4 separate regions of the Mus musculus genome follow, and regions 2, 3 and 4 are each linked to region 1. A link is a contact called in public Hi-C, HiChIP or PLAC-seq and promoter capture Hi-C data. All regions are on one chromosome and are shown on one strand. The core of a region is the stretch at or near the end of the contact, and the rest is flanking DNA. Distances in the headings are between cores, read along the strand shown. Region 1 holds the start of Pqlc3 (PQ loop repeat containing). Region 2 overlaps Greb1 (gene regulated by estrogen in breast cancer protein). Region 3 has its middle 13 kb from the start of Gm36495. Region 4 holds the start of Kcnf1 (potassium voltage-gated channel, subfamily F, member 1).

Evidence for each region. Promoter capture Hi-C pulls out the DNA fragments that hold promoters and counts their contacts. Hi-C and Micro-C count contacts between places; a contact is called where the count stands out from the background. HiChIP or PLAC-seq counts read pairs in DNA pulled down with a chosen protein or histone mark.
Region 2: a Hi-C map of uterus shows a contact between it and region 1, with 2.9 times the contacts expected there. The contact joins the enhancer-like site here to the promoter of Pqlc3 in region 1. A contact is called at or near these places in 4 of 39 promoter capture datasets (cranial neural crest, embryonic stem cells, liver and 1 more), 1 of 484 Hi-C or Micro-C datasets (uterus), 3 of 115 datasets of contacts at active chromatin or transcription factors (embryonic stem cells, neural tube and stem cell-derived neural progenitor cells) and 1 of 9 other capture datasets (adipose tissue).
Region 3: a contact with region 1 is called in a FOXA1 HiChIP or PLAC-seq map of pancreatic cancer cells. The contact joins the enhancer-like site here to the promoter of Pqlc3 in region 1. A contact is called at or near these places in 1 of 39 promoter capture datasets (cranial neural crest), 1 of 484 Hi-C or Micro-C datasets (granulocyte-monocyte progenitors), 5 of 115 datasets of contacts at active chromatin or transcription factors (bone marrow-derived macrophages, embryonic heart, embryonic stem cells and 2 more) and 2 of 9 other capture datasets (adipose tissue and liver).
Region 4: a contact with region 1 is called in a promoter capture Hi-C map of embryonic stem cells. The contact joins the promoter of Kcnf1 here to the promoter of Pqlc3 in region 1. A contact is called at or near these places in 4 of 39 promoter capture datasets (cranial neural crest, embryonic stem cells, stem cell-derived epiblast-like cells and 1 more), 1 of 15 datasets of contacts at CTCF or cohesin (hippocampal excitatory neurons), 1 of 484 Hi-C or Micro-C datasets (embryonic stem cells), 2 of 115 datasets of contacts at active chromatin or transcription factors (embryonic forebrain and forebrain) and 1 of 9 other capture datasets (adipose tissue).

Annotation. Positions count from the first base shown.
Region 1 is chr12:16,995,461-17,002,796 of GRCm38.p6, reverse strand. It overlaps Pqlc3 (PQ loop repeat containing), which reads left to right and starts at 2,679. Exons shown (of 7, transcript NM_172574.2): 1 at 2,679-2,984; 2 at 4,941-5,023; 3 at 5,094-5,163; 4 at 7,126-7,183. The coding sequence starts at 2,842.
Region 2 is chr12:16,755,654-16,762,621 of GRCm38.p6, reverse strand. Greb1 (gene regulated by estrogen in breast cancer protein) reads left to right here. Exons shown (of 35, transcript NM_015764.4): 2 at 3,089-3,170; 3 at 5,383-5,481. Among named protein-coding and RNA genes, the nearest start is that of Greb1, 42 kb to the left of the region's middle. Within about 2 kb of position 2,166, at least 19 of the 459 cell types and tissues checked have an H3K27ac peak or open chromatin away from gene starts, as enhancers often do. A contact at or near this core is called in uterus, where this site is marked.
Region 3 is chr12:16,859,782-16,867,524 of GRCm38.p6, reverse strand. No RefSeq gene overlaps it. Among named protein-coding and RNA genes, the nearest start is that of Gm36495, 13 kb to the right of the region's middle. Within about 2 kb of position 1,419, at least 53 of the 459 cell types and tissues checked have an H3K27ac peak or open chromatin away from gene starts, as enhancers often do. A contact at or near this core is called in bone marrow-derived macrophages, liver and pancreatic cancer cells, where this site is marked.
Region 4 is chr12:17,173,086-17,180,781 of GRCm38.p6, reverse strand. Kcnf1 (potassium voltage-gated channel, subfamily F, member 1) reads left to right here and starts at 3,894. Exons shown (of 1, transcript NM_201531.4): 1 at 3,894-7,696. The coding sequence starts at 4,564. The coding sequence ends at 6,081.

The sequences.
Region 1 (7,336 bases), core at 1,430-3,929:
TCTCCTGGCCTCTGTGGGCACCAGGCATGTATGAGGTGCACAAACTTATATACAGGAAAGCAACCACATACATAAAATAAAAATAGATTTTTAAAAACTTAAAAATAAAAATTTCAGTCAACTCTGAAAAATGTTGAAAATGTACTATTTTCTGTCCTATCATATACTCAGCCAAGATTTAATTTATTATATAAAAATGACACCACCATCTCGGTATGCATATCTGCTTTTATTGTTGTAATAAATTGTTAAGTGTAAACCAAAGAACTATTTTTTTAAAAAAAGTATTTAATTTGTTATCTGCAAGTGTTCTATTTGTACACATTTTTTTTAAGTTCAAGGATTTTTTTTTTTAATTTGAGTTTGAGAAAAACAGGGCAGGCAAACTATAAATCTTGGAAAAGGAAACCATGCCCTTTGTTTACTCAGTAGCCACATGGCAGACAAGCAGCCGGTGTGGTGAGGGGAGCGTGCGGAGCCTCTGGGAAGTAAGGGAACAAAAGCATCTGGGAACGCATCCTTCAGCAAGAGACAGAGATAGAAAAGACACAGGACAGGTGTCCAGGCTGGCTCTGCAAGCTATGCCCGGTCACATGGTGTTCATGGCTCTATATCCAGGGTCGAATAGAACTTTCTCAGTTGAGATGGGCTGTGAGTGGAACGAGTTTAAGAAGTCCTGGTGTGGGGCAAACACCTTTGTTGCCAGTATCGGGGCTGGGCACAGCCCACTGGCCAGTAGCTTATGTGCAGCATAAGTGTGGACATGGCTAGCCTACAGATTTAGGGGATTGTTTGCGTACATGCGATGTGAGATCCTTTTATGTTAGCATTTACCCTCAAAATGGAGCAATTGCAACTTTGTAAAATGGAGTCACTGGGGCAAAGCTGCTTGCTTACACAATATGGAGTAACTCAGCAGAACTGGCTGGCTGGGATCCCCATTCTTGTCTACTTTTCTTAGGAGCAGAATTGTCTACTGATGAGCAACATAGCTAAAATATGGGCTCAAGTGTGTGTGTGCGCACACTTGATGAAGACTGGAGGCAGGAAGGCAGGTGTGCTGGTTTACAGCACAGAATTAGTGTTCTGCCTCATAACCTAGTGATCTCCAGAGGTAGGGAAAATGACACCCCCCCCCCCCGTTCCAGTCTCGCGCCTAAAGGGTGTCCAGGTTTCCTCCCCGCTGTGTTGTTTCTCCTGCGGAGATATACAGAGGTGCCAACTCTCCCCAGGTAGGGCTCCAATAGCCCAAAGAATCAATCCCATCATGTGCAGCTTTGGTCGACAATGCATCTATTGGGATTGTTAACTGGACTGCAAGTGATACAGGCACTGCACCACCCAGCATGGGTGATGACTCAGGAAAGAAAACTGCATCACTGACTGCAGTCAGGTTGTCAGCCTCCCTCCCCCTCCCCCAAAGCTACTGTTTACAGTTTATAAGCACTACAGGAGAGGGACCTCATGACACTCCCACTACACTCACCTTCCAAGGGTGTGCTATGGGCCCTGAGCTCTCCAGCCAGCGATCAGTTGCCCTCATATGAGAGAGAGCATGGACCCAACCGAGGGGAAACAGCAGCAACATCCCCTATCAATAGTCATCTACCAACTCCTTTGAGGACCTGAATTAGATCCCCAGAATCCACCTTAAAAAGGGAAAGTGGGGGGGGGGCGGTACACAGTCCTGGAGGAATGACACTTGAGGTTGTCCATTTGTTTACACAAGCACTCAATCACAGACTCGCACACATGCCAACAACAACAAAACCTAATAAAAATAAAAAGAGGAGGGAAGGTTGGAAAGAGTGGGCTCTCAGAGGGTACGATGGAACAAGCTTGTAATCCCAGCATTTGCCAAAAGAAGGTAGGAAAAAGCCAACATGGGTCGCGTGATCCTGTCTCAAACCACAAGGTCAACGGCCTGGTGCAGTGGCACACACTAGAAATCTTAGCACTTGGAAAGCGGAAGCAGGTGGATCCGAGGTTGAAGGCTGGCTTAGGCCACACACACACACACACACACACACACACACACACACACACACACACACACAGAGGGAGAGAGAAAGAGAGAGGGAGAGAGAGAGAGTTAGTTAGTTAGTTAGTTAGTTAGTTAGTTAGTTAGTTCAAGGCCAATTTGCATGAGAAAACAGGAAAATGAGCCTATGGGTGAATGTCCTGGTGTGTGTGTGTGTGTCCTGGTGTGTGTGTGTGTGTGTGTGTGTGTGTGTGTGTGTGTGTGTGTGTGTGTGTGTGTGTGTGTGTGTGTGTGTGTGTAGGCCCTGGGCCCACCTAACCCCGGAGAAGGCTAGTCTGTTCGGGCGTTTCCACTCTGCGAGGAGGAGCACCCTTGGGTGGAACCCGGAAAGTGAATCAGCAGTTGGCAGTGCCTGACAGGGCAGGGCAGAACCACCGCCCTGGGGTCTGGAAGGACCGGGAGCAGAGCAGACTCCAGGCAGTGCGCACACAGGGCAGGACAGAACCACCGCCCTGGAGTCTGGAAGGACCGGGAGCACAGCAGACACAGGGCAGGGAGCATCCCGAGCCAAGCCAACTCCGAGCTGGGTGCGCTAGGAGCGGAGCAGACTGGGGCGGGGTGCGCTCCGAGCGGAGCAGACTCTGGGCGGGGCGCACGGGCGCGGAACAGACTAAAGGGGTAGGGAGCATCTTGAGTGGAGCAGACTCGGGGCGGAGCGCACTTGCTGCACAGCAGCTCGGGGCGTGATCAGGGCGGGACCCGGCCGGCGGCAAGGCGGAAGGACTTTTTGGACTTTGAGCCTCCGGTTCTCACCTATAAGATCCTGAACCCCCCTGGCCCGGCACGTCCGAGATTGCAGAATGGAGGCCGGACTGCTATGGTTCTGCAACTGGAGCACGCTGGGCGTCTGCGCCGCACTCAAGCTGCCGCAGATTTACGCGCAGCTGGCGGCGCGCAGCGCGCGGGGCATCAGCCTCCCTAGTTTACTTTTGGAGCTGGCGGGGTAAGGTCCCGGGAGGCCTGCGAGGAATTGGGAGTCCGGGAAACCAAGGGTTAACTCGGGGGCTCGGGGCTAGGAGGTGCTTACCCGGGGCGCTCCCACCCACCTCCCCTGCTTCTTCCCAAATTCCACGATTTGCCTGAGCATGCCCATTTTACAAATTCAGCGAAGATGGGGAACTTGAGTAGACGTTTGAAAATTGAGCTGGGGTCCAACGGGTAGGGATGGCCTGTGACTGCTGCAGGAGCCAAGTTCTCAATAGCCTTGGCTATGTAGTAGAGTAAGGGGCAAAGTTGTAAAACTTTGGTTGGAAAAAGCAAACGGAAAACACACCCCTAAGTCCTGTGATCTTGCACCAGGCTGAGCCCTCTCGGTTTGACACTAGCCTCACCCCACGGTCACCCATTGGTCCTGTGTCCATTCAGTGGGGCGCGCCCATCTATAGAGTTGGGGAAGGGGTGCGGTGCTTCAAGGTGTACCTTTCCAGGGACGCTTGATGGTAGGCGGGGCTCTGAAGGGTCTCTGGCCCGTAAGGCTGCACAGTACAAGAGTATGTGAATTTCAGAGAAGGGAGAAGGCTGTCAGGGTGAGAGGTAAGGCAACAGACAGACTGGAGGATGCAAAAGTGACAGTCTGGCTGTGGCAGAGGATGCGGGTGTGAAGTCAGGAGAGCTATTTGACCTCTGGTTTGCTAAATTCTTCATAGGCATCTGAAGCTGAGGCTTCAGGATGCAGGACTGAATAGAAAGCTCAGGGATGCCTACAGAGTGCCAGCCCAACGTCTCCTATTCTGCTTGTAGCTAACTCTTTGCTGCCTGGCTTTAAATTCGTAAACTCAACCAGAGATGGTCTCAAATCCAACAGCTGACTCCAGTAGAAAACAGCTCTGGCCATGGAATGTTCCCCGGGATCTGGAAGGGTCTTGCAGTAGGTCGTGCTGTAAATAGCAGGCTCTTTCTGGAACTCCCAAAGGCCTCCCTTTCTCCCTTTGAGGCAGTAGGTGGGCTTAGCAGGGTTAAGACCAGTTCTGTGGCCAGAAGGCACGAATATGATCCACCATTGAAATCTACTAGTTATTTATCCCTACTTCCGCCAGACTACAATGGTTCCTAGTTCCTGAGAACTTTCTGAAGGTCCTTCTGGGGCCCCTACAGGCAAATCCTCAAGCAGCTTTATTGGTAAAGTTGTTTTAATCCAGAGGCAGGAACAATAGGGATAGGACGGCAATCTACCTGGATCCTGTCGGTCTACATTCTGACTCCTCCTTCCCTTCTTTAGCTCCCTTCCCCCTCCTTCTCCCTCCATGAGTAGGGTGGTCACTACAATTCTGCTTCCCTCCTGGGCCTTGCTTGCCTGTCTGCCTGCCCCTCACCAGCCAGATGGTCTCTGAGGCATCAGGAAGACACTAAAGGACACCACTGTCAAACCAGCTTTCATACACCAGAGGCGATTCCTTGGGGGCATAGGCCCTCCTCTGATTTCAAGCTCAAACTCTAAAATCATGACTTGAGGGAACTGGATCTTGGCCAGAGCCTACTTTAATGACACCAGAGACTCCATGCCTGGCTGATGATTGCTTTAGAGAAACCTGAAAAACAGAGTTACTTATGCACCATCCCCAGGGCACAGGGGTCCCCCTAAAAGCATAACCAGAACTAGGGCAACATCTCCTGGTGAGACTCTAACCCTTGTGTCCTCACATGGCCTTGGCTTTTGGACCTTAGTTTTCCCAAGTGATGGTGTGATGTGGAAGGCAGTGTAGGTAACCCTGAAGGTTGACCTTCAAGGACTATTGGATACAACATATGGGGCTCTGGCAATATTCCTGAAGGTCTGTCCTCAGGTCAATCACACATATGATGAAGACCACATAGGCTAGTGTTGGGTAAATATGCCAGTGTCTGGAGTCTGGGGAGGTCAGGCACAGGGTGGGCTGTGAATATATGCATCTCTCTGCAGGTTCCTGGTCTTCCTTCGTTATCAGCATTACTATGGGAACCCACTGCTCACCTATCTGGAATACCCCATTCTCATCGCACAAGGTAACTGGCCCTCTAGTCCCCAGCCTTCCCACCTGCTGCCCTGCCCATCTCACAGAGCCTCTCGTTTCAGACATTGTCCTCCTGCTCTTCGTCTTTCATTTCAATGGGAACGTGAAGCAAGCCTTACCCTACATGGCCGTGTATCCTTCCTGCATATGAGCTGGAGATAGAGATGGAGGGCCTAAGGAAGGAGGCTCAGTTGTGGCATACAGAGGCTCTGGATTCTGTCCTCAGCATGGAGAAAGAATCACAAATTCTAGTCTTGACATATACCTTAGGTTAGTACAGTTGCTGCCAGAGGTATCCCCATAACAGGATGCTCCACTGCCCTCCAAGACCCAGTAGGATATAGATTTGCTGTGTCCCTGCTGAACATGAGAACTGTGCAGTTACCCTGCTAAGAGCAACACGCTCCATCTGTGCTTATCTTGGGCACTCCTTCCTTCTGAGAGCATGTCCCCAGGGGATTAATACCATGTGTGCCTGGCACCAAGTCCCATGCAGGATGCACCTGGCAGGTGCCTCTCAGTGGATAAGCACTGGCCAGATGGGTTCCACTAACCACACACCTATGCAAAACTGTAATTTAGAGGCTGAGTCTTGTCATGTGGGTGGCTGTGTTGGTTTGGAGGCTTACAGTACAGATGGCCAGCCAGCAGACGGTGCCACTCAGTGGAATCTTCTAGGTAAAGGGTGAGATTTCATGTCAGATTTAGTTCACTTTTCTTGAATTTCATACTCTTTAAAAGGCCAAGAAAATGTTTGCATGGTAGTGGCAGTCAGTTAACCCTGCTGCCGCCATGATATGGCCACACACCCATTTAACAGTGACAGGCCCAAGGGCTTGGGCAAATCTTGACCAGAAGCTGTCTCCGATTGCCGTTAGACCCCTGGCTAAGATCCCCCTCCCTCCATAGAAAGAGGGAGAACATCGCTGTGGTCCACTTCTGTTCTGAGATCATTTCCAAGGGGGTGCTGCCTTCATCTCCCCCTGTAGCTGAGGCTGACCTTAAACTCCACATCTTTCTTCAAATGCTAGGACTACAGGCTTGAGCCACTGCACTATGCATAGAGAATGCCTTAGTAAACCGAGAACAGCTGGATGCTGGCCATTGCTGCCTCCTGCCATAGACCCGTCTTTAGTATAATCTCTTCACCTACTTAGTGTGACCATTGTTTTTCGTCACCTTTGCCTTTCTTCTGTATGCTGACAGCATGTGGGAGGTGGACAAGGCAAGGGAGGAAACCCAAGGCAAAGTAGTGGGAAGTGACGTGTTCTTCCCAGTCACTGCTACTCAGGCCACGGGCCTCCAACCCTCATAGCTTTGTCCCTTTGCTCTGGTTGGGTCCCTCTGTTTCATGAAGCCACTGAGTTCCTGCACAGGCCAGATGGGAAGTGGTTCCTCCTTACCTACTACTGCGCACCCCAACTAGTGTGCTTTTACAACAGTTAGTGAGAAAGGGGTGAGGATTCAGTAAAAAGCTCACACACAGCACTCCCGTTTGGCAGAACACCTCTCCTTTGCAAGGCTGGACCTTTTTTCTAAGTGCTTACTTTTGACAATGCCTTAGAGATGTCTTTCCATGGTCAGAAAACCAGCAGCCAGGGAAGTCTGGAGAGACTCTGTGGTTAAGAGCACCGGCTGCTCTTCCAAATGACCCCGGTTCACTTTCCAGCACTCACATGGCAGCTCACAACTGTTTGTAACTCTACTTCCAGGGGATCCAGCATTCTCACACAGACACACATGTAGGCAAAACACCAATTACATAAAACAAACATGATTTATTAAAAGGAAAGAAAAACCAGCTGAAAGTTATAGCCCTGTGGATATTCCCAGACCCAGATTCACAGTGTGTGAACACAGGTCTGTGTGTTTTCTTCCATAATTTTCTTCTGTTCTTTGAACTCAGAGCAGATGTTCATGTGCAACACCTTGCATGTTTCCCAAACTACACACCGTCGAGCAGAACAGTCCCCCCACTCTACCTTGCCTTCTGTGTCACCCCCTGTGGTCTGGCTTGGTCTGTGCAGGACAAGATGGGAGGGGGTGGGTGGGCCCACCAGTGACTCACTGCTAGGTCCCTTAGCATCTGACCAGATTTGTGTCTTCTTGGTTCATCCTCAGCCTGCAGAAATGGATCATCGACTTGGCCATGGTGAGTGGTGCCACTAACAGACTGAAAAAGCAGCTACCTTCTCTCTGCCCCACATCTGTAGAGAACCATGGAGTTGGCTTGCAGCATAGGGTTTTCAGGTTAGAGTCCATGGCTTCAGGGGCACAATATGCCTTCTAGTTCCCGAGACCACTG
Region 2 (6,968 bases), core at 917-3,416, 240 kb after region 1:
ACACACACACACACATACACACACACATATATATATATATATATATATATATATATATATATATGCATGTATGTGTATGTATGTATGTGTGTGTAATGCACACATATATCATATATACATATCACACACACACATATATATACCCATACAATATATATGTATATATGTACACACATATGTGTATATATATATATATATATATATATATATATATACACACCGTGTGTGTGTATGTGTGTGTATGTGTGTGTGTATGTGTGTGTACAGGCAAAATATGCATGTACATAAATCTTATAAAAACAAGAAGGACTTCCATAAACTTTGCAGAAGCCATTCAGTAATTAAGTGGAATGAAGGATTAGTTTCCATCACTCCCTAGAAACCACGTAAAAAGCCGGGTGTTGTGTTGCATGTCTTAATCCTAGTCTTGCTACTGTGAGATGGAAGACAGAGACAGGAGACTGACAGGAGGCTTGTGGACAGGATGGTCTGCAGAACGCGGCATGGCAGATACAAGAGAGACCTCAAGAAGGTGTGAGTCCAGAGCCAGCTCCTGAAAGCTGACCTTTGGCCTCCATAGGACCTGGTCCCCAGGGAGCTGTGATAACCACATGCCTCTCTCTAGTAAAGAAATAAATATTTATTTATGTGTGTGTGTGTGTGTGTGTGTGTGTGTGTGTATGTGTATGTGTGTATGTGTGTGTGTTTTGTTTAAAGGAAAGAGATGGTATTTTCAGCTCTAGCCTAGATCTACTGAAACAGAATTTTAACAAGACACCTCAGGTATTCCTACATGTATTAAAATTGACCTTTGCAAACCAGAAAAAAAAATCAGGTTAAGTCCATGTTAAATGAAGTCTAAGCTGAGAATGAAATAAGTTACATTGAAAACCATGTAACACACAAGAAGGAAAACAAGGGACAAATAAGACATAAAATCCAGGCTGGGCGCTGTGGCGCATGGCTTTTAGCCCCGCACTGGGGAGGCAGAGGCAGGTGGAGCTCTGTGGGTTCAAGGCCAGCCTGGTCTACAGAATGAGTTCTAGGACAGCCAAGGCTACATAGGAAGATCCTGTCTTAAAAATATTAGGATAAAGTTCAGGTTCTTGATTACTTGGGATGATGGAATATATATATATATATATATATATATATATATATGCAAAACACTCAGACACAGAAAACATGTTTTAAAAATTGCTTGTGGTCATTTGCATAAGCAAAACCAAGTAACGACAGAGGATACAAATTAGGAAGAAGAACTAAAAGTGCCTATAATTTTGCTTCGCTAACATACCTTGTTCACATTTTAGTGTACTTCCTTCCAGCTTTTCCCCTATATATTAATGAACAAGAGAGCATGGTGGTACTTGGAGGGGGAGGATCAGGAGTTTGAGGTCAGCTTTTGCCATATGGTGAGTCTGAGGCTAGCCTGAGCTACTAAGATGCGTCTCAGACAAACAACTGACAATTATAGAATGTGCTAAAGATGTGAGGGCTGCAGCTTCTCACCTGAGCGCATGCTCTTCCCTGCTACCGTTCACGGATCTCACTATTTGAATAGCTCACCTTAGACGTGTAGAAGCCAACCATAGTAATGAGTTAATGCTAGCAAGAATAATGTGGAAAACGTTAATTTTTTTCCCCTGCAAAGTTTTGGCAGGGATCTGATATTCAGGATCATTCATTGCTTTCTTGTTTTTGTTTTCCTCGCTCCCTTACTGGAGAATCTCCTCAGAGACCCTCATGTTATTTATGTGTGCTCTATGTTGGGGGATGGGTAGGATCTCTTGCAAGGAATTCTGTTACTGAGAAATTGTGGTGCGCTCAGTGGGGACTGGGAGGTCTCTGAAAATTATACTCATGGTCAGTTGTAGCCAGAGACATAAAAGTGTTCATGGTTTCCTTGACTGGGACCTGCCTGTGTCTCAAGGGCAGAGTTCATAACATTGTTGCTTTGAGCAAAAGCCACTGAATTCTTATCTCTCCTTAAGCTGTTGTTGGAAGATCCACCGCAAACTGTATCAGTGGGGGGAAAAAAACCTCAAAACAACACAACAACAAAACTGTAGCAGCTGGGTCATCCTGACCTAGAACTGCCTGGAATGTTTCTAATTGTGGCAGCTGGCAGTGCAGAGTCACCTAGGCAGCCAGAGCCTCTTCAGTGTAAGTTCGTAATCAGACTCATTGTTTCACAGCTAGGGATACATGCCCGAGCCTGTCTGGCTCTGTAGGAGGAGGGAGATGTGCATCTTCCAAGCAGTGAGCTGGGTCCATCCTTACCGGCATTAGTGGGTACCAAGGCTGTCATGTTACTGATGCTGGAGAGCTGGTGGGACAGGGGTGTGGCTTATGTGTTTCTGTGTGGATTGCCTTTGCAGGGCGTCTAGGACATGACACGGTTCATCAAAGATTTGGTAGGATGTCACTATCTTTTAAAACTCTTCAGCTCAACGGTCTTCTAGGCGTATTTTAGACCTCATTTTGCTGAGAAAATGAAGGCTCTGGGGAGTGGCCACTCATCCCCATTATATATCAGATACCCCTAAATGTTTGCCTGAGGGAGAGTGAGTGAGCAACGACACTAGTGGAAGGAAAAGACCTTGAGAGAGACTGGCTGATATGGACCCAGAGTGAGTCCCCACAGTTCAAAGGTTTCTTCGCCTCCCAAAGACCCAGTTTTTAAGTTCTAGGTTCAAAAGACAGGAGGTGGGGGTTGAACGTAGGCAAACAGCACAAGACAGATGAGGAAGTATGTTTATGACTGACAGAGGGATTTATAATCTTCATTTTAAATAATGCCAGGGACTGGAGAGATGGCTCAGTGGTTCAAAGCAATGGCTTCTCTTGCAGAACATGCAAGTTTGATTCCCATCACCCACGTGATGGCTCACAGCCATCTGTAGCTCCAGTGCCAGGGGATTCAATCCTCTCTCCTGGCCAGAATGGGCACCAGGTACACACACGTGGTACACACACATACATGCAGGCAAACTACTCGTACACCTAAAAGAAATTAACCTTTAAGAAAAGGACAAATACTGCCAGCAACCACTGCTAAGTGCGTCATTCTACTTAATCCCCACAGAGCTCCCATAAAGCATCATTATCTTCATGTACTTCCAAGGAGGTCGGAGGGCAGAGGCATGGGATCTGCCACGGGTCACAAGGTAACAGTGGGTGAGAAGGATGGGCCTGGAACCCAGGCACAGATGTCCCAAAGCTTCCCTGGAGACTATTTTCCTGTAACCTATGCCAGGGATAGACATTTCACTGTGAGGTCTGAACTTTTATTTTGTATTTGACGGAGGAAAGAGACCAAGTGAGAAGGGCTTTCTTTTGTAGAACCAAACCTCAAGTATGGGTCCTGCTTCCAGAAGAGAGTCATTGCAGAGAGCCAGGCAGGTGGGGAAAGCTCCGAGTTAGGGTAGGAATGTGTGGGTGGAGTTTATGTGGAGTCCTTGTTTGATTGTTTGTTTGTTTTTGTTATTGTTGCTTTTGTTGTTATAGCCAACACCAGCATTTTGTCATCCTGGCCTTCCATTTGTTCTTCACATAGATGCATAAAATCAGAAACTTTTAAGTTTGTTTTTTTTGTTGTTGTTTTTTGTTTTTTTGTTTTTGTTTTTTTCTAGTACCTCATATCTGTCAGACTGGCCTTGAACTTGCTACATAGCATCAAAGATGACTTTGAACTCCTCACCCTCCTGCCTCTTGGGTGCTGGGATCATGGGCGTATAACTATACTTGACTTCTGCCGTGCTGGGGCTTGAACCTAAACTCTGTGCATGCCAGACAAGCATTCTACCTGTATCTCATTGCAAGAATACAGATATGATTTCTTACTCCAAGTGGGGGGGGGGGATACAGATATAGTTGTTTAGGCTATGACGTAGGTGTTCTTAAAAATCATTGCGTCACGGGAGACTGTGATAACAACCTACGCTTAAGGATACAAGTCATTAGCGGCACATTTTGAAAAGAGATAAAATACTGATAAAATACTGATAAAATACTGATAAAATACTGATAAAAAGGGTAGTGTGTCTTACACATGTGAAAATGGTTAACAAAACAAACAAACAAACAAACAAACAAACAAAACAAAACAACCCACAAACCCCACAGTGAATACAAACTGCTACCTTGAAGGGCATAGGTAAATTTGATGAAGTCATACAGGTGCAGGTAGCCACTGGAAGTAGCCTGTGTTTCTGTGGTTTAGAGGAAGAAAGGAGCTGTAGAAATCTGTGGAAAGTTCTAATACCCCATGTGCAGGGCAGATTTTATATCTATATACTCGCTGGAGTAGTTGGTGGGTCTTGAAGTGTGTCAGTGCATGTATGGTTTGTGTGTTTCTAGGTAGCTCAGCCCAGCTAGGTGCTGTGTAGATTCACTTGCTTCGTATTGCCCATTTAAAAGCTTAAAAACAAACAAACAAACAAACAAACAAACAAACAGATTGGGTCATCTTGAATCTATCAGTCTGTCTATCTCTCTATCTCTCTATCTCTCTATCTATCTATCTATCTATCTATCTATCTATCTATCTATCTATCTATCTATCTATCTATCTATCTCATCTATCTATCATCTATCCACCCACCCATCCACCCATCCACCCACCCACTCATCTATTTATTTTGAACAGGCACATATTCATGCCTTTGTGAGATCGACATAGTGACTACATGTTCTGCTCTCAAAGCATTTAGTCTGTGTGCTTGGCTGTCTCCCCTAACATGGATGAATCTGCAGGAGAATGTACATGTGTCCATCCCATGCCAATCAAAGTGCCTGGGAATAAAATAGATCTATGCAAATGCTTGGCCCCTGAGCTCCAGCCTCACAGGACAAAGAGTTTTTGGAAGAGCTTATTTGCAATGCATGCCTTTCACTGGGAAAGAAGGAGAAAAGGAAGTGGCCCATGCCTTTGTAAGATCTACATCATGAGTTCCAGTCCGGGCTACCGAGTGAGACTGTGTCTCAAAAAGAATTTGTTTTATTGTAATTTATTAGCGCGCGCGTGTGTGTGTGTGTGTGTGTGTGTGTGTGTGTGTGTGTGTGTGTCTGTGTCTGTGTCTGTGTCTGTGTCTCTGTGTGTGTTGGAGGGGTGTGCACACAGGCCAGAGCAGCCATATGAAAGTCAGCAGACAACTTGTAGGAATTGGTTCTCTCCTACCAGGCGGGTCACTGGGGATTGAATTCAGAGCATCAGGCCTGGCAGCAATCAGCCTTATTCCCTGAGCTACCCCATGGGTCCTAAAACTAGATAGCTTTTGAATGATTTCAGGAAGGGTCACTTATGGTGGGTGCGAAGGTGGAGATTCATTGTCAGACCAGATGTTTAAGTCTCTGTTTCTGTTTGTTAATGTCTTTCAGTTGGCTACGTTTCTAGAAGGAAGGACAGCTCTCTCTGCTCTTTGATCCTGGCACCTAGCCCACAGGATGACAGTTGATTGAGTTCTATATAAATGAAAGGTAAATAATTTGCTTATTGATTCAAATGGATTGAATGATTTCTTTGCCACTTTGAGCCCCAGGATTCTGGAATTCACTAATTCAAGGGAAGGGTCTGAGCATACTCTTGCTAGATGGAGAAACCAGGGCCTTGACTTTCCATAAGTATCCCCTAGTTTACACCAGCTCTGTGGACACTAGTTAGTTTGTTTTCTTAACTTTCTGACTATGCACAATAATTTTGTTAGGCTTATAATATTTTTCCTAAATATGGGCATTTGAAGTGTTCCTGCTTTGTGGTTGTTGTTTTCATTGTTGCTTTGAGCTCATTGCTTCTCCTTTCCCCGTCCCCTTCTCCTTCTTCTTTCCCAGTGGAAGGCACCCACTGCAAATATGCTCTTCTAAATACTCTGTCGTGTGAGGCTGGAGCTTAGGAGCCAAGCACTTGCACAGATCTCTTTTATTCCCAGGCACTTTGTTTGGCATGGGATAGACACACCTATGTTCTCTTGCGGATTCTCCCATGTTAGGGGAGACAGCCAAGCACACAGAATGAGTGTTCTGAGAGAGCAGATCATGAGCCTATACCAGGAATAGTAGGGCTGTGAAGGAAGAAGGCAGGGGAGGGGATTCTGTTCTGTACTGGAAGCAGATCCACCATACCTTGGAAGTGGTACTTGAGCTGGGTATTGAAGAATGAGTAGGAGTTCATATTCTGAATAGAGAGTAAGGGCTTTATAGCAGAGCAGAGGTGAGCACCCAGCAAGGCAGGGGAGTGCAGCTTCCATCTCCAGAAAGCATCTGACAGGTGCTGGGTGGCCGCATCTCCCTGAGTGTTCCTGTGGCGCTTCGTGTCCTAAAGTGGTCTGAAAATTGCTCAGGGACATGTTTAGCCAAGCTCAAGGCATGTTTACTTGTTGATGGTGGTTATCATTGGTTTCTGGAGCATTCTGTTGAATAAGCAGAGACTGTGGTGCCTCTTGAAGGTCATTACTGCTAGTCTTTGTGGTTGGGAGTGAAAAATAAAAGCTGATGTGGTAGCAGTTGGCGTGATGGCTGTGCCCATGACCTCAGTGTTCTGTGTACGTGGAAGGGGCTTTTCCAGGACAGCACAGCATTTGAGATGAAGAAGGGAGGGGCTGAGATTTAAATCAGGAGTACAATTCTCGCCACACCCTCACATTGCTGAACAGTGGTGGCAGGGTGAGGGGGGGCTCTCTCTGCCTTGCTGTCACCTCCCATGCCTCCCCTCTCGATATGCTGGTCACAAGTCTATCTTGATAGGGAGGGAAAAGCAAGCCCTGCTTTGCTAAAGTCTTTACATTTGTAGGCTAATGTAAACCTACTTCAAAAGTTAACTGGGGGGCTGGAGAGATGGTTCAGAGGTTAAGAGCGCTCTTCCAGAGATCCTGAGTTCAATTCCCTGTAACCACATGGTGGCTCACAACCATCTGTAAGGGGTTTCGATGCCCTCTTCTGGTGTGTGTCTGAAGACAGCTACAGTGTAC
Region 3 (7,743 bases), core at 170-2,669, 130 kb after region 1:
GTCAGAGATAGGTGGGGACAGAGGCGGGGTGTGGGTGAGGGGGTGGTGGTCCTTGCTAGACTCTTCTCTCCAGAAGTTGTCTCCAGCATGGAACCTCCACTTATGGGAACCCGACTGAGTCCTTTTCCTACCTACCTTGCCTTATGATTTCCTCAGGAGCAGTGTCAATGAGGAGAATCAGGACCTCGACCTTTCTTCAGAGTGACGACTATAGTTGGCTGGCCATTGCAGGCATCTTAGAAGGTTGTGTTTTTAAAACCCTTTGGACAAATAGTCCTGTCTGTGAGACTTTATATTCCCAACACCTGGCATGGCATAACATCCCAAGGAGAATTCATGGCTTCAGAGCCACACCTGGTCCAGGAATTCCTTCTACCTTCTCAGGTTTTTCTTTCTCCCTGACCCCTTTGGCCAAAGCTCTGAAGTACTGTTTGAATTCGCCATTTTTGCCCACATTTTGAATTGTTCATGACAGAGAGAACACTGAAGGAAATGAGAGCTTTTGGCAAGGTAGGAAAAATGTGGCCTGTTGAAAGGCATATTCATTTTCTGGTTAGGCACCTCACCGCCAACTGTCCTGGGGAACTGTATGTACCCCTGCTTTGCTGCTGCGTCACAAACATGACCCCTTTAAACTGTGTTGGGGTCGGAAGCCAGAGAGGCCTTCTGCCTGTGGAGGAGTCATCTCAGGGGTCAGGTGTTTGATGTGTCATGTGTTGAAATGTCCCCCACCCTCTCCCTCTTTATTATTATTTGGCCTGTTAAACAGACAGAATTCATCAAAGATTAGGACTCTGCAGGAGTTTCTGGGTCTGGCGATAAAACACAAATATTTCTCTTTCCAACACCTCCTGAACTTTCAGTCATATATCTCTGGCTGTCATTCCCCTACCCACAAAAATAAACCGAAGCTGTGTTAAGCTGCCCTGCCTCCCTTGGCTTTTTCAAGTCTCCTGTGTCTGAAATAGCTGTGTTTGTTGTAGCAGCACCAGCCTGTGGTTACGTTGTCTGCTGTGATGGATGGCCTCTTCCCCCTCAAAATGGCCACTGTACCTTGTGAGAATGTCCTCCTCGGTGCTCTAATGGGGGAGAGCCTCTGTGGCCTAGGAGAGGTGGGGTCCAGGCTGGCTTTCTCCCGAACAGTAGAACTCGGGAAAGTTTTAAAGCCAGATGAACTTCTATAGATCTGTTAAACACTCAGCCCTGGATGAGCTCTGTGTCTCTTGCTTAAGGGTTTTTTTTTTTTTTTTTGGGGGGGGCAGGTGAAGACTAAATAAGATAATATATAACCGGCCTTTTAATTATATTGATTCATTGTTGTAAGACTCTTTGCTTTGGCAAAAGCTATGTGGTTCTTGACTATGTTCATAGCCTGCTCTCTTTCACCCACCTCAACCTCCTGCTGTGACCTCCTAGAAGAGCTTACAGAGGGAAGTCCAGGGAGGTGGGCCCTTCCCATTTCCTGCCTGAGTACACTTCCTCAACCAGGCCCACGACTTCTCCTATCTTTCTCTGTTAAGTAAACGTCATATGTTTGTGTTCAGCCAGGAGGCTCTGTGACACTGTGGGAGTATAAAAACAAAAGGCTGAGGAGATGCTCTGTGAGGATGTTGCTTTCCATGGAAGTATGAGAATCTGAGTTAGGATCCTGAAGATCCATATAAGAAAGCTGGGTGCCTTAGTGTGCATCTGGATACTCAAAAGTAGGATAGCTAAAGGCAAGAGGATCCCTGAGGCTTTCTGGCCAGCCAGCCTAGCCTATGCACTGAACTCCGGGTTTAGTGAGAGACCATAATATCTCAAAAAAAAAAAAAAAGGTATAGAGAGTGATTGGGCTGAGGAAGATACCCAGTGCTGACCTCTGGCTTTTACATGTACATGCAAACATGTAAATATTCACTCCCTGACCCCAAAGACATATTTCTTACCTTCATATCACATATTCTCCATAGGACATGATAGACCCCCACAGATCTATGTACTGTATGAGTTTAAAATGTTATGGGTTAGAGGAAATGTTTGAAAAGTTCTACATGAGGGAAGTTCTCTAGAGGTAGACCAGTTGTCCATATGAGTCTGTTTTCTCCATACCAGGAGTTAATTGAAATTGGCCTGTGTAAGATAAGAGAGGCATACAATGAAGGATGGAAGATGCTATCCTAAGGTAGAGTTCCTAGGCTCTGAGGTAGTAGGAAATATTACAAGGAGAGCACAGAATGAAGAGTGAAACAAGAAGCAGTCCAAGTAAGAAATAACATCTGCATTCCAGGCATCTGTGATGTAGGTTGTTGGAATACCCACCTTTGTTCCTGTTTTGGTCAGCTCTGGTCCAGGTTAGAATGAGTCTAAGGTTACACAGTGGGATTTACAGGAGAGTAACTGCAGCCACAGTGCAAAGGGAGACACTTGGGAATAGACTTGGAGAGACTTATTTTAAGGAATCGGGGAGATTGAATAGCAGAGAAAACCACCAACAGACCAGGGGCCAGCCTTGATTTTTTTCATAGGTATTGACAAGGGTAGGGGGAAGGGTCTTTGGCTCTAATGTTTTAAAGGCCCATAGTCCTAACAATTGATTATTCTAAAGGGATCTCAAGTGTGGGTCTGCATTTTCTGGCAGCTAAAATGAAGGGAGGAACACACTGAGTTACATACTTTTCTTTTTTTTTTTTTTTCCTGACAAAAGTATGCATACAAATCGATTCGCAAGAGCTCTGGCATTTTCCTGGAATGAAGCTTCTGCTGAAACTTCCTCTATGTGTCCCTGTAAAAAGGACACTGGGTAATGGAACAGCCTGTGGATTCCACCATGGTATTGCAAAAGAGGCACAGACACTCGCTGTCCAAATAGGCAATGCTGTTTAGCATTTACAAAGAGGCAGAGGCTACTGGGAAGATTGCAACTCAAGGCCAGTGTTCTTGCCTGTGTTGTCCCTGGATATTAAGGATAAATACAGAAGATCCCAGCCGAAGCATTGCTTTGCCCACATGGCAGAACCTCAGCAGAGTCCTCCAAGGGGCTCTTCTTGTCAGAGAGCCCATCAATGAGTGAGGATGGTTAGTGTTTTATTTTAGGAAGACAATCAAATATATATATGTACATGCATATACACACATACATAGATGGGAATATGTAGTATATATGTACATATACATATATTTGGATTTCAGGGATTAAACTCAGGTGGCCAGAATTGTGTGGCTCAAGACAGAGGTTTTGGGGGGGGGGGGCGCGAAGGTTCTCTTTTGTTTCTGTCAATGCTCTGCTACTCCAGGCCAGCTAACCAGGAAGCTACTGGGCAACTGTCCTGCCTCTACCTCCCATCTTCCTGTAGGACCGCTGAAATCACAGATATAAGCTACAACATTTCTTTATTTTTAACATGGCTTTTGAGACTCCAACTCTAGTTAATAGGCTTCTTCAGCCAATGTGTTTACTTACTGAGCTTTCTCCCTGGCCCTGACTTTTCTTAACTCAAGTTTTTGGGTTTGTTTGTTCTGTTTTGTTTTTTCTTGAGGCAGGGTTTCACTGTACAGCCTTGGCTGTCTTGAAACTCCCTCTGTAGACCAGGCTGGCTTCATACAAGATCCCTCCTGCCTCTGCCTCCCCAGTGCTGGGATTAAAGGTATGCACCATCACCAACTGGCTCAAGTTTTTCATTTAATAAGATTGTCTTCAAGTTTGTCTTATAATAGTTTTTCAGGATCTTAATAAGAATTAAGTGAGCAAAAAGAACTTTAGCCCGTATGTTTGGGAGATGTTTGGACCAACAGTAACCTTGTTCTTTGTCCAGGGCTTGTTGAAGATCTAAGGTTCTAACATGATCATATATTTCTACCAAAAGGGTGGGGCTCTCATTTTATTGGATCAGGACCCATGCAAATGACTTCATTCCAATTCAATTACCTCTCCAAACCCCATCTCTAAATATAAGATTTCAACTATCAACTCTAGAGGTACACAGTTCACATCCTTCTAATGTTCCTTCCATGAACAGGTTTTGGTATGTATACCATGTTGGTATGAGTCATGAATCCAGTTGGGTGCCACATTTCCTAGGATGGAACAGCTCCGGTACCTGGAATAGATCACTCTTTTCTCATTGACCTACAATGTCATATATCACATTTCTAAATATATAAGGTCTAGGCTTTCCAGCCTGAAGGTTTGTCATTCTGGACCAATTCTCAAAGGAAAGGGCTCTGTCATGGTTCGACTTGGGTATCCACCAGTCCCTACATTCATTCTCCGAAGTCCTAGCCCCGATGCCTCAGAATGTGATCCTAGTGGAAAGCAGAGTGGTTGCAGTGTGATTAGTTCTGATGAAGTGATCCTAGACTAGAGTGGGTTTCCGGTCTGATAGGCTGGATATTCTAAGAAAAGATGAAATTTAGATGCAGACATTGAGTATTCCATGTAGATACAAAGGCAACTACCCACACAAGCCAAGGGCCTCGGGGTGCTGATATAGGTCCTTCCTCCTAACCCTCAATAAAAGCAAGTCTTCTGGTGCTGAGGAGGACTTTAGACTTTTAGCCCCCAGAACAGTGAGGAATGGCATTTCTGGTTTTGTTTGTGTTTTTAGGTTTTAACTTTCTGGGTGGGGGTGGAGGGGGTTCCGGTGTATCCTAGGTTGGCTTTGAACATGTTATAGCTGAGAATGCTCCTGGCTATCTGATCCTCCTGCCTTTAGCGCCTGAGGTTGGACATGGCAGTTGTGTACCACTACAGTCAGTTAAAAGGTACTGACTATTGAGCCCAGAGTGTCTTTCTTCTTGAGAATGACTTATTTATTTTATGCATATAAGTACAATGAAGCTGTATTCAGACACACAAGAAGAGGGCATCTGAACACTTTACAGATGGTTTTGAGCCACCATGTAGTTGCTGGGAATTGAACTCAGGACCTATGGAAGAATAGTCAGTGTTCCTGACCGCTGAGCCAGCCCCCAAAGCCCAGAGTTTCTTGCATGCTAGGCAAGTATTCTACCAATGAGCTATGGCCACAGCCTATACACTCTCTGTCATGAAAAACACCCCATTTGTGGGGTTTTGAGTAAAAGCAGACTGTATGACCTCCTCTCTGCCTTTTCACTTAAATCTTTAAGATTTGTTTTATATTTGTGTGTTTTCAATGTATCTGGCAGGTGTGTGCAGTTGCCCTTGGTGGCCAGAATAGGATGTGGGATCCTGTAGAGCTGGAGTCATTGTCAGCTGCTGCTTGACATGGGTGACATGGGTGCTAGGCCCTCTAAAAGAGAAGTGCAGGGTTTCTAACAACGAGCTATCTCTCCAGGCTCCCAATTTTATTTTATAACTCTGTGTGTGTGTGTGTGTGTGTGTGTGTCTGTCTGTCTGTCTGTCTGTCTGTCTGTCTGACTGACTGTCTGACTGTGTGATGTAGATGCCCATGAGTGTAGGTACCTATGGAGGTCAAAAGAGGGTACCTGATATTTTTTTTGGAGCTGGAGTTGTAGGCATTTGTAAGACATCTGACTTTAGTGTCAGTACTGGCAACCAAACCTGAGTATGTACTGGGTACCAAGCCCAGGTTCTTTGAAGAGCAGTATCCAGTTCCTGCTTTGTCACTTTTAATTTCTCCATCCTCATCTCTCCTCATTTGCAAATCTCTACGAGCATAGGTCAGTGAGTTAAGATATGTGCTTGTTGTCTGGACTGATGCTGCTTTTTAGTACAGTCAACTGTGTCCTTCTAGCTCACAGTTACTAAGGAGTTCAGAACAGTGAAGCTGAGTGTGTTGGCTTTTCCCTGTAATCCTAGCCTTGAGGCGGCAATGCAGAATAATCACAAATGTGAGGGCTTGGGCTGCATAGTAAGCTCCAGGCCAGTATAGGCTGTAAGACTCTGTCTCTCACAAAATAACAGGACCGAGGAAATGTCTCAGCAGACAAAGGCACCTGATGCCAAGCCCGATGACCTGAGTTTGATCACTGAATCCTCCAGGGTGGAAGGAGAGGCCCAGCTCCCATGAGTTGTCCTCTAACCATGGACACCGTTATCCTGCATTTGCCTCCTCAGGACTGAGATGACAGACAAAAGCCACCATGTCCAGCTTCACTGTTCCAAACTCTTTTTTGTTTTTAAAGTGTGAGCTTAAAAATAAAAGAATATACACACACACTTAAACAAACAAACAAACAAAAAAGCAAAAGCCTTCCTCCTCCCAAAACAAAGAAAGGAACAAAAACCTCAGAAAGGGAGATCGAGAGCGAGAGGGAGGGGGAGGAAGGAAGGAGAGAGAGAGAGAGAGAGAGAGAGAGAGAGAGAGAGAGAGAGAGAGAGAGTGAGTCAGTCCTAGTTGCCCAGATGGTTTGTGCAGCCTTGACAAGCTAGAGACCCTCTCTGGCCTTCAGTTTCCTGAGCTGAAGAACAAGAACGATGGCTTGGAATCTTCCAGTGATTCTGTTTCTAACAGTGTGTTTTAGGTTACCAGGAATAAAAATATTCTTTTTCCTCCCACTTTCAACAAACTTGGGTGGTAAAGATGACTTCAATTCTCCCAATTATGAGAGCTGCTAGTAGCTGGTCTCACCCTTAAGATGGCTTTGATTGCTTTTTTGTTCTGTTCCCCCCTGCAGCCCTCCTCCTACTATGTCTCTCTCTCTCTTTCTCTCTCTCTCTCTCTGTGTGTGTGTGTGTCTGTGTGTGTCTGTGTGTACACGTACACTTGCATACATGTGGCCAAGGTCACTAGTAATGACTGAGTCTAGATAGACCTTGGCAAATTCTGAGTCAGAGCCCAGCATAGTATATATCCTGGCCTTCCTATCCAGAGAACAAGAACCATTGCACATGGAGTCCTGGAAGTCTGGACTTCATTAGGCTGTAACAAACAGAGTTAATGGTTTTCTGGTCAGAACAATAACTTCTACAGAATGCACAGTGGCTGAGTGGTTATCAGGTGGGAAAAGCTTTTGGCTAGTACTCTCTGCATCCTGCTTCTCTGTCAAGGACAGTGCCAGATACTTTCAGGGTCTCACAATGTAGCCCTGGCTGTCCTGGAACTCACTACATAGACCAGGCTGACCACAAAGTCACAGAACTTTTCCTGCCGCTGTCTCCCGGGTGCTGGGATTAAAGGTGTGCATACTTACACCTGGCAACATGCATTAATTTTAAATCTCATATCTACCCTATAAGGTAAATAGCATGATGATCATTTTCAGATTTGGCTCAGAGAGGCTTGGAGACTTAATCAAGATCACACAGCCAGGAAGCACAAAGGGAAATGTAGGTTTTTGGTTACTAGACTAACATTCTTGTTTGAATTTCTGTTTTGGTTTATTTACTCATTGTCTCAGTGTCACCTAGGTGATTTCAGAAACTGCCTTACCCTGAGCTCCTAGTCCTCTGAATGCTAGCTAGCCCTTGCATAAAGGAGCAGTGCCTGCCCTGTGTTCAAATGCAGATCACCTGGGCGGACTGTACAGTTGGCATAGCAGCTGGTTGGGTGAAGGGCTTACTGCCACAAGTGGGCTGAGAGCATTAAGGGACAGATGTGGGCACCTTAAGAGTTTAAAGGGTTTTGAACCCCTTCAGTAATCTGCACACAGGGCAGCACCCAGCTGCAGGTGCTCTGCCCAGGGGTGTAAGCAAAACTTTTATAAGGCATTTGCAAAAGCAAGACAAAGAGAAGATTTGATTGGTCGAACTGAGTAGTGGATGTTGGCTGGTACTTTCTGATTGGTGGAGCTTTAGAAACATGCTATCCTTTGCTTGGA
Region 4 (7,696 bases), core at 2,645-5,144, 180 kb before region 1:
AAAGCCATTGTCCACTTAAAAGAAGGAAGGTGGGCTGTGGGGGTGGGATGGGGTGGTGGGGGTGGGATGGGATGACTTAGTCAGTAAAGTGCTTGCTGCACAACCTTGAGGATCTGAGTTCAATCCCAAAACCCTTGCCAAAATTCCTACTATGGTGGTGTATGCCTGTGATCCTAGTTCCAGGGAGGCCAAGACAAGCAGGATCTGGGGACTCCATGACCAGCCAATCTATCCTAATCAGTGAGTCAAGGCAGTGAGAGACATTGTTGCAGAGAGGGAGAGAGGGAGAGAGGGAGAGAGAGAGGGAGGGAGAGAGGGAGGGAGAGAGAGAGAGAAGGAGAGAGAGGGAGAGAGAGAGAGAGAGGGAGAGAGAGAGAGAGAGGGGGAGAGAGGGAGAGAGGGAGAGAGGGAGAAAGGGAGGGAGAGAGATGGAAAGAGGGAGGGAAGGAGAGAGGGAGGGAGGGAGGGAGGGAGGGAGAGAGGGAGAGGGGGAGGGAGGGAGAGGGGGAGAGGGGGAGAGAGGGAGAGAGAGAGAGAGAGGTGGGTCCAGTTCCTAGAGCAATACTACCCAGGGCTGACATCTGACCTCCACATGCATGTGCAAACATGTGTGTGTGCTCTCACACACGCGTATCCCATGTACATATACATGGACACATATACACAGGTATGTGTTGTGAGTTATTTCTTAATAAAGCTGTTAAGATCAAAAAGTGCTAAGACACTTAGCTCCTCCCTGGCACTAGCCACATTTTAAAATGCTCAGAAGCCAGGTGGCCAGTGACTTCTGTTTGGGTCCTAGTAGGGGAAACTGTCAGCCCCACCTGAGTTTCAGTGGGCAGTTGAAGGCTGGCCAGGCAGCTGGAGCCCACCAAATCTGGCCCAATACCCAGCCCCTCCTATTCCTGATAAGACTGAACCTTGCACTTGATGCTGAGCAAGTGCTGCAAGGAGAGCCACTTTATCCACCATGCAAGTTATTGTTATTGTTGACTCTACAAGCCAGGATCATCAGGGAAGAAGGGACCTCAACTGAGAAAATGTCTCCACCAGGTTAACCTGTAGGCAAGTCTGCAGGGACTTTTTATTATTATTATTAATCGTTATTAGTGTAGAAGGGCCCAGTCCACTGTGGGTTGTGTAAAAAGGAACCTGAGGAAGCCATGGAGAGCAAGCCATTGAGCAGCATTCTTCCATGGCCTCTGCTATGGCATCTGTGACCACAAAGCCTGAGAAGAGACTTGTCCCTGCAGGGCTAGTCCACTCTCCAGTGGGGATGACCAACTCAGTCCCAGGCTCTAACCTACCCTCCCCCTAAGTAAATCCTCACAGCATTGGCATATTTGGCCAAATTGGCGTAGGACAGGTATTTCCCCTGCCCTAAATCATCCCAGTCCCAGATACCAAAACAATGGAGACCGCCCTTAAACAGAGCCTGTCAGGACTCCGGCTTTCTAGGCCTAAGTTCTTGCTTCTGCCATGCCTAGATTTCCCTCTGGAGACCCCAAGGAAGGCTCCCACTTTCTTCTTGTTCCCAGCCCTGTTTGGTCAAGCCTGTAGTTGTCCTGCCTGTGCCCTTTTCTTGGGGTTTCCTGGAGAATAATTTTAACACCTAACCTCTTCCGTGCTGGAGAGGTGTCTACAGATCTTACATGCTTAAAACACCCCCACACAGTGATGGTACCTGGGGTGGTGGCTGAGGTTCCATCAGCACTGTGATATCAAACCACGGGAACACTGTGGACAGTGTCAGCTTTGTCTGTTTTTGAGACAAGGTGCATTGTACCCCAGGCCAGCTTCAATTTCACTATGCAGCCAAGGATAGCCTTGGACCCCTAATCCTCCTGTCTCTACCATATCCAATTTTTATGCATCACTTTTGGGGGAATTCAGGAAGCATCACCCCATAATTCTTCCCTCTCTTGTTATGCCCTAACTATACTTATTATATATCTATCTATATGTATATGTAGATATATATCTATGTGTATTATATATATGTGTGTATTATATATGTGTATATATAAATATACATATCTATCTATCTCTCCAGTAGATTATGAATTCTATGCTTACCTAGGGTGGGTGTGGCATGTATACATGCACAGAACCTCAGTAAATATTTGAACATGTGAGCAAGGATGGCTTTTTTAAGCCCATAAAGCTCAGACTTAGATGCTCTTTGCACTGGACTCTGCTGGTATGTAGAAGAACAGGACAGGGCAAGGAGCACTAGCACAGACAATATGGACCCAAGGGTGTGGAGATGGTGGGCTGGTTGCCTACCAAGGAAAGGGGCCTTGGAGCCTAGCAGACTAAATCCCAAGTGCAGTGGGTGATGGTGGCAGTTACTTGATACCTTATTTTCTCAGAGAGCAGCTGGTAACTGAGTAAAAATATATATATATATGTATGTATGTATATGTATATATACATATACACACACACATATATATACACATATGTGTATATATACATATACACACATATAATGTATATATATTTACACACACACACACACACATGGCACCCAGAGTGCTAGGGGTACAGTGCTCTTATATTAGTGTTCACTGTTATTGCCATTCAACCTTTCTCATCCTCAATTTCCTATTCAGAGTAACACACCATGGAGAGGTGCTAAATGGAAATAAAATCAAAATTGTTAAAATATTTCCCTAATAAAAATTTGTGTACTGTATTCTACTGCATCTGACTTTTATATCACCCCATTAAAGAAAATACTGCTAGTGGCCCAGTATACCAGTTTCATGATTCATAAACAGGCATGGTCTTGAGCGGCTAAGAAATCCAGCTTACAGAACACATTTTAATGGTCTTTTTCAACAAGCAGTTTTAGAGTCACAGAAAATTTGTACAGAAAAATGCAGTTTCCCAGACCCTTGTCTCTACAGCTTCCCCCACAATCAGTACCCCCTCCCTCTACTGTCAACATCCCTGTAGGAGTGAAATGCTTGTCACAGTGGAGGAAATTCCAGGAATGGAGCATCTGTCATTACCCACATGGCCAAAGTGTCCTTTAGGACCCCCTCTTGCTTTTGTGCATCCTGTGGGTTTTGACAAGTGTGAATGACATGTTTGCCACCACACAATCAAACAGAATAGCTTAACTGTCCTATTCACCCCTCTTACTGGCTCTTCCTGTTCATCTCTCCAACTGTGTGTGTGTGTGTGTGTGTGTGTGTGTGTGTGTGTGTGTGTCAGTGTGTGTGTGTATGAGAGAATCCCTAGCCTAGGATAGCTTCCACCTCTAGAGGATAACCTTGAACTTCTGACCTTGCCCTCCTTTCCTAAGTGAGGGAAAGCTTGGATCATAGACCTCACCCCCACCTCACCCCCACCCCCACATCCCAAGCCCAGTTTATGTGGTACGGGATAACAAACACAGGGCCTTATGCATGCTAGGCAAAGGACTCTACCAAACTGAGCTACATCTCGGCCCAGCTTATGTTTTTAAATCCAATTCCAGGCCATAGCTAGATCCAGGGTTGATAACCCCGATGGTCAAGAACCTGGATTTGAACCAGAGATGTTCTCTGCCTCAGGAAAGATGAGAGGGAATATAGGGGCATCCAACTGGAAGAACTGATTTCTCTCAAAGTAGAGGGGGTTATGGGCACAGGGGTCATAGGAATCCAAGGCTCTGGGAGCTAATGGTGATGATGTTGTCCTGCTGGAAGCTAGCAGCTAGGCTAGCAGGAGAACCCTGGGTGAAGTGATGGCTAAGCTTTCCTCCCTTTTCATCTTGTGACCTGAAGCAATTTCCTCTTTATTGTGAAGGCTGGGACAAGTTGTGGTACAAGGTCACACCACCACCAGCAGGGCAGTGCTTAGGAGTGTCAAGGACTTATCCAGGGCCTACCGAAGCCTAGGACAGAAGGAGTGTGCCCAAGGAGTGCGCGGCTGCCCCTTGAGGGACTTGGTAAGCAACAGAGGTTCTCTTTCCTCTCTCACCTAGCTGGGCAGGAGGGATTTGGCAGCCTGAGCCGGGCTGGCCTTAAAGCTCTGGATCTTAACCTCTGAGCCCTCAGACTCAGCGGGTGGCGCCGGTGGCAGGGCGGCGGCAGCTGTGCAGGTCTGCCCAAGGGTTAACTCATTCCTGGGCAGCTGCAGCGCGTGCGGTGCGAAATCTCACCAGAAGAGGGTACAGTAGCAAAGCGTTTGACGTCAGGCTGGAATTCCTATTGTGTTTCGGACCCGCTCCGGCAAAGCCACTCCAAGTTAGCTCTCTATACAGCCCGGATCGCGCAGCTCTCGGGCTGACCCACCTCTGCCGCTCAACCGGGGAAGGAGGACGCTGCCTACGAGAAGAACCAAGTCCTGTCCCGGACCGAGCTGAAGGAGCCCGTGGGTGAGTGTCACCGGAGGCCACCGGCCGCAGAGTCCCCCGCCAGCGCTCCTGGATGCCCGCGTGCAGCCCCGCCACTGGGTGCATGGCTCCCTTGCGGCGCGCCCCAGCCTGCCTCCGCCCGCTGTGAGTGCCTTTTCCGGCAGGTGGTTGTTGTCCCCTAGGGCCTCGCATTGGCAGCGGCTGCGGCAGGGCTCATGGAACCGGGGCTTGCAAGCGAACCCGCGGGGAGCATGGACGCATCTGCTGAGCAAAGCCTCCCGGAGCCAGGCAGCCAGGACTCCGTGGCAGGCGAAGACATTGAGATCGTGGTAAATGTGGGGGGCGTGCGGCAGGTGCTCTACGGAGACCTGCTCAGCCAGTACCCTGAGACCCGGTTGGCAGAGCTCATCAACTGTTTGGCGGGGGGCTACGACACCATCTTCTCTCTGTGCGACGATTACGATCCGGGCAAGCGCGAATTCTACTTTGACCGGGACCCAGACGCGTTCAAGTGTGTCATTGAGGTATACTATTTCGGGGAGGTCCACATGAAGAAGGGCATTTGCCCCATCTGCTTCAAGAACGAGATGGACTTCTGGAAGGTGGACCTCAAATTCCTGGATGACTGTTGCAAGAGCCATCTGAGCGAGAAGCGCGAGGAGCTGGAGGAGATCGCGCGCAGGGTGCAGCTCATCTTGGACGACCTGGGTGTTGACGCTGCTGAGGGCCGCTGGCGCCGCTGCCAGAAGTGTGTCTGGAAGTTCCTAGAGAAGCCGGAGTCTTCATGCCCTGCGCGGGTGGTGGCGGTTCTATCCTTCCTGCTCATCCTTGTCTCCTCCGTGGTCATGTGCATGGGTACCATACCCGAGCTGCAAGTGGTGGACTCCGAAGGCAACCGCGTGGAGCACCCAACGCTGGAGAACGTAGAGACGGCTTGCATCGGCTGGTTCACTCTGGAGTACCTGCTGCGCCTCTTCTCATCGCCCAACAAGCTTCACTTTGCCCTGTCCTTCATGAACATCGTGGATGTGCTGGCCATTCTCCCCTTCTATGTGAGCCTCACACTCACGCACCTGGGCGCAAGAATGATGGAGCTGACCAACGTACAGCAGGCAGTGCAGGCCCTGAGGATCATGCGCATCGCACGCATCTTCAAACTGGCCCGCCACTCCTCCGGCCTGCAGACCCTCACCTACGCCCTCAAGCGCAGTTTCAAGGAACTGGGGCTATTGCTTATGTATCTGGCCGTGGGCATCTTCGTCTTTTCCGCACTGGGCTACACCATGGAGCAGAGCCATCCTGAAACTCTGTTCAAGAGCATCCCCCAGTCCTTCTGGTGGGCTATCATCACCATGACCACAGTGGGCTATGGTGACATCTACCCCAAGACCACTCTGGGCAAGCTCAACGCAGCCATCAGCTTCTTGTGTGGGGTAATTGCCATTGCCCTGCCCATTCACCCCATCATTAACAACTTTGTCAGGTACTACAACAAACAACGTGTCCTGGAGACGGCAGCCAAGCATGAGCTGGAGCTGATGGAGCTCAACTCCAGCAGTGCAGAAGGCAAGCCCGGGGGTTCTCGCAGCGACCTGGACACCCTGCCCCCAGAGCCTGCTGCCAGGGAGGGGCCAAGCTGGGGTAGCCGGCTGAAGCTCTCACACAGCGATACCTTCATTCCCCTGCTGACAGAGGAGAAGCATCATAGGACCCGCCTACAGAGTTGCAAGTGAGAGCTGGACTCCCTGGCAGGGACGGACTGGGCTGTGGATGGACAAACCATTGGGTAGACATGTCAGTAGGCACGTCTGTGGTTTCAGAGGAGCTGCTTGTGTCTTCCAGCCCTCCCCTGAGCAGACCTTTGCCAAGACTGGGTAAGACTCCTTGGGTGCCAGCTGTCCAGGTACAGGGGACCTGGGGAGTGCAGGAGCCACAGGGCCACTTTGGGCTATCAGATGGCCTGGCATGAGCTCACATCTGCTTTTGTGTCCCCCTCAATAAAACCTCCTGTTCAGCATACCCTCCGTGCTGTGGGTTGTCTCAGGCTGGTTACCCCAAGAGTGACTACTGCACACCCTAGTGCCAGGCCAGGAAGGAGGTGTGCAGCTCCAGAGGGAGTGGGGGGTAGCTATTTTTAGTTGAGAGCTAATTAAAGAAGGGCTGCAAGGCAAGGTTCAGCTCCAAGGCGCCTTGCCACATTCCAGGAGACACTCTCCTGCTTCCTTCTGTGGGAAAGCTGGCTCCCTGAGGTTTGGGGAGGAAGGAGAGGTGACAGAGCCCATTGGTGGGGCAGCTAACTCACAGTTATCATCTGTGGAGTAGCCCTTTCCACACCCCCTTTTTCCTTTCCAGCTACTCTGATAGACTGGCACCCCCATTTTACAGGTAAAAAAACTGAGGCTCAGGGTCACAACAGAGGAGAAATTCAACTCTGGTTTTGATTGTTCCCATGTGGTCTCTCCAACAACAGGCTGTATTGGGGCAGAGGCCTTTTGGGAGTCTTACAAGGGAGGGTCCAAATTCCTCAGATATTTGTGTATCAGGGGGACCTCAGAGAATCACAGTTCTTAGTTCAGCTCCTGGCATTAGGATGGCTCAGTCATTTATTGAAGGGGAAGCAGTGAGTTGCACACCTGCCCACTGGGGTCTCTGCTGGTCTGGGCTGGCTGGGCACAAGGGCAGTTAAAGGACGGGCACGACACTATAGTGCTGCTCTTGGCCAAAGGCTAAGCTGGGCCAGTGGGCCTAACCCTTTATGGTTTTCTACCTTCTAGGAGCCGTAGAGCCTTGTTCTTCACCCCAGCACCCTACCCCAGCTGTGGGGGCACCAAGGAAGGAACACTGTGGTGGAGTAGGAGGTAGAGGGTAAAAAGGGAGGGATAGAGGTATCTTCCATCTGCTTCTATTCTGGTTGGCTCTTTTCTCTTCCCTGAGCACAGATTTTCCCAGAAGTATGAGGAGGGCTTATTTTTCAGGGCACCTTCTAAGTCTGCCTCTCCAGAATTTCCAAGGTTTGAGCTTCTGATTCTTATGGCAGTGTTTCTATGAGGAAGGAGGTTGTCATTCGGAGGGAGAAGTCTTAAGAGTCGAGGTTCTATCTTCAGGGTGCAGGCTTACTTCATGGCTTCATTGTTAAGATACTCAGACCTGGGGTAGATGGCCCATGTAGCAGCAACATCAATGGCCATCCTAGGGGACACAGGGATTGCCCCATGTCTGCCCAGCCCTCTCACTTAGGAACCTGAAGGTCTTTAGCACTTCTAGCTGGCTAAGGCACTGGTTCCTCCAAACGTATGCCTCCTCTTCACATTTCTCCAGGCTGACACCAGGTCCTGGAGATATTAAAGG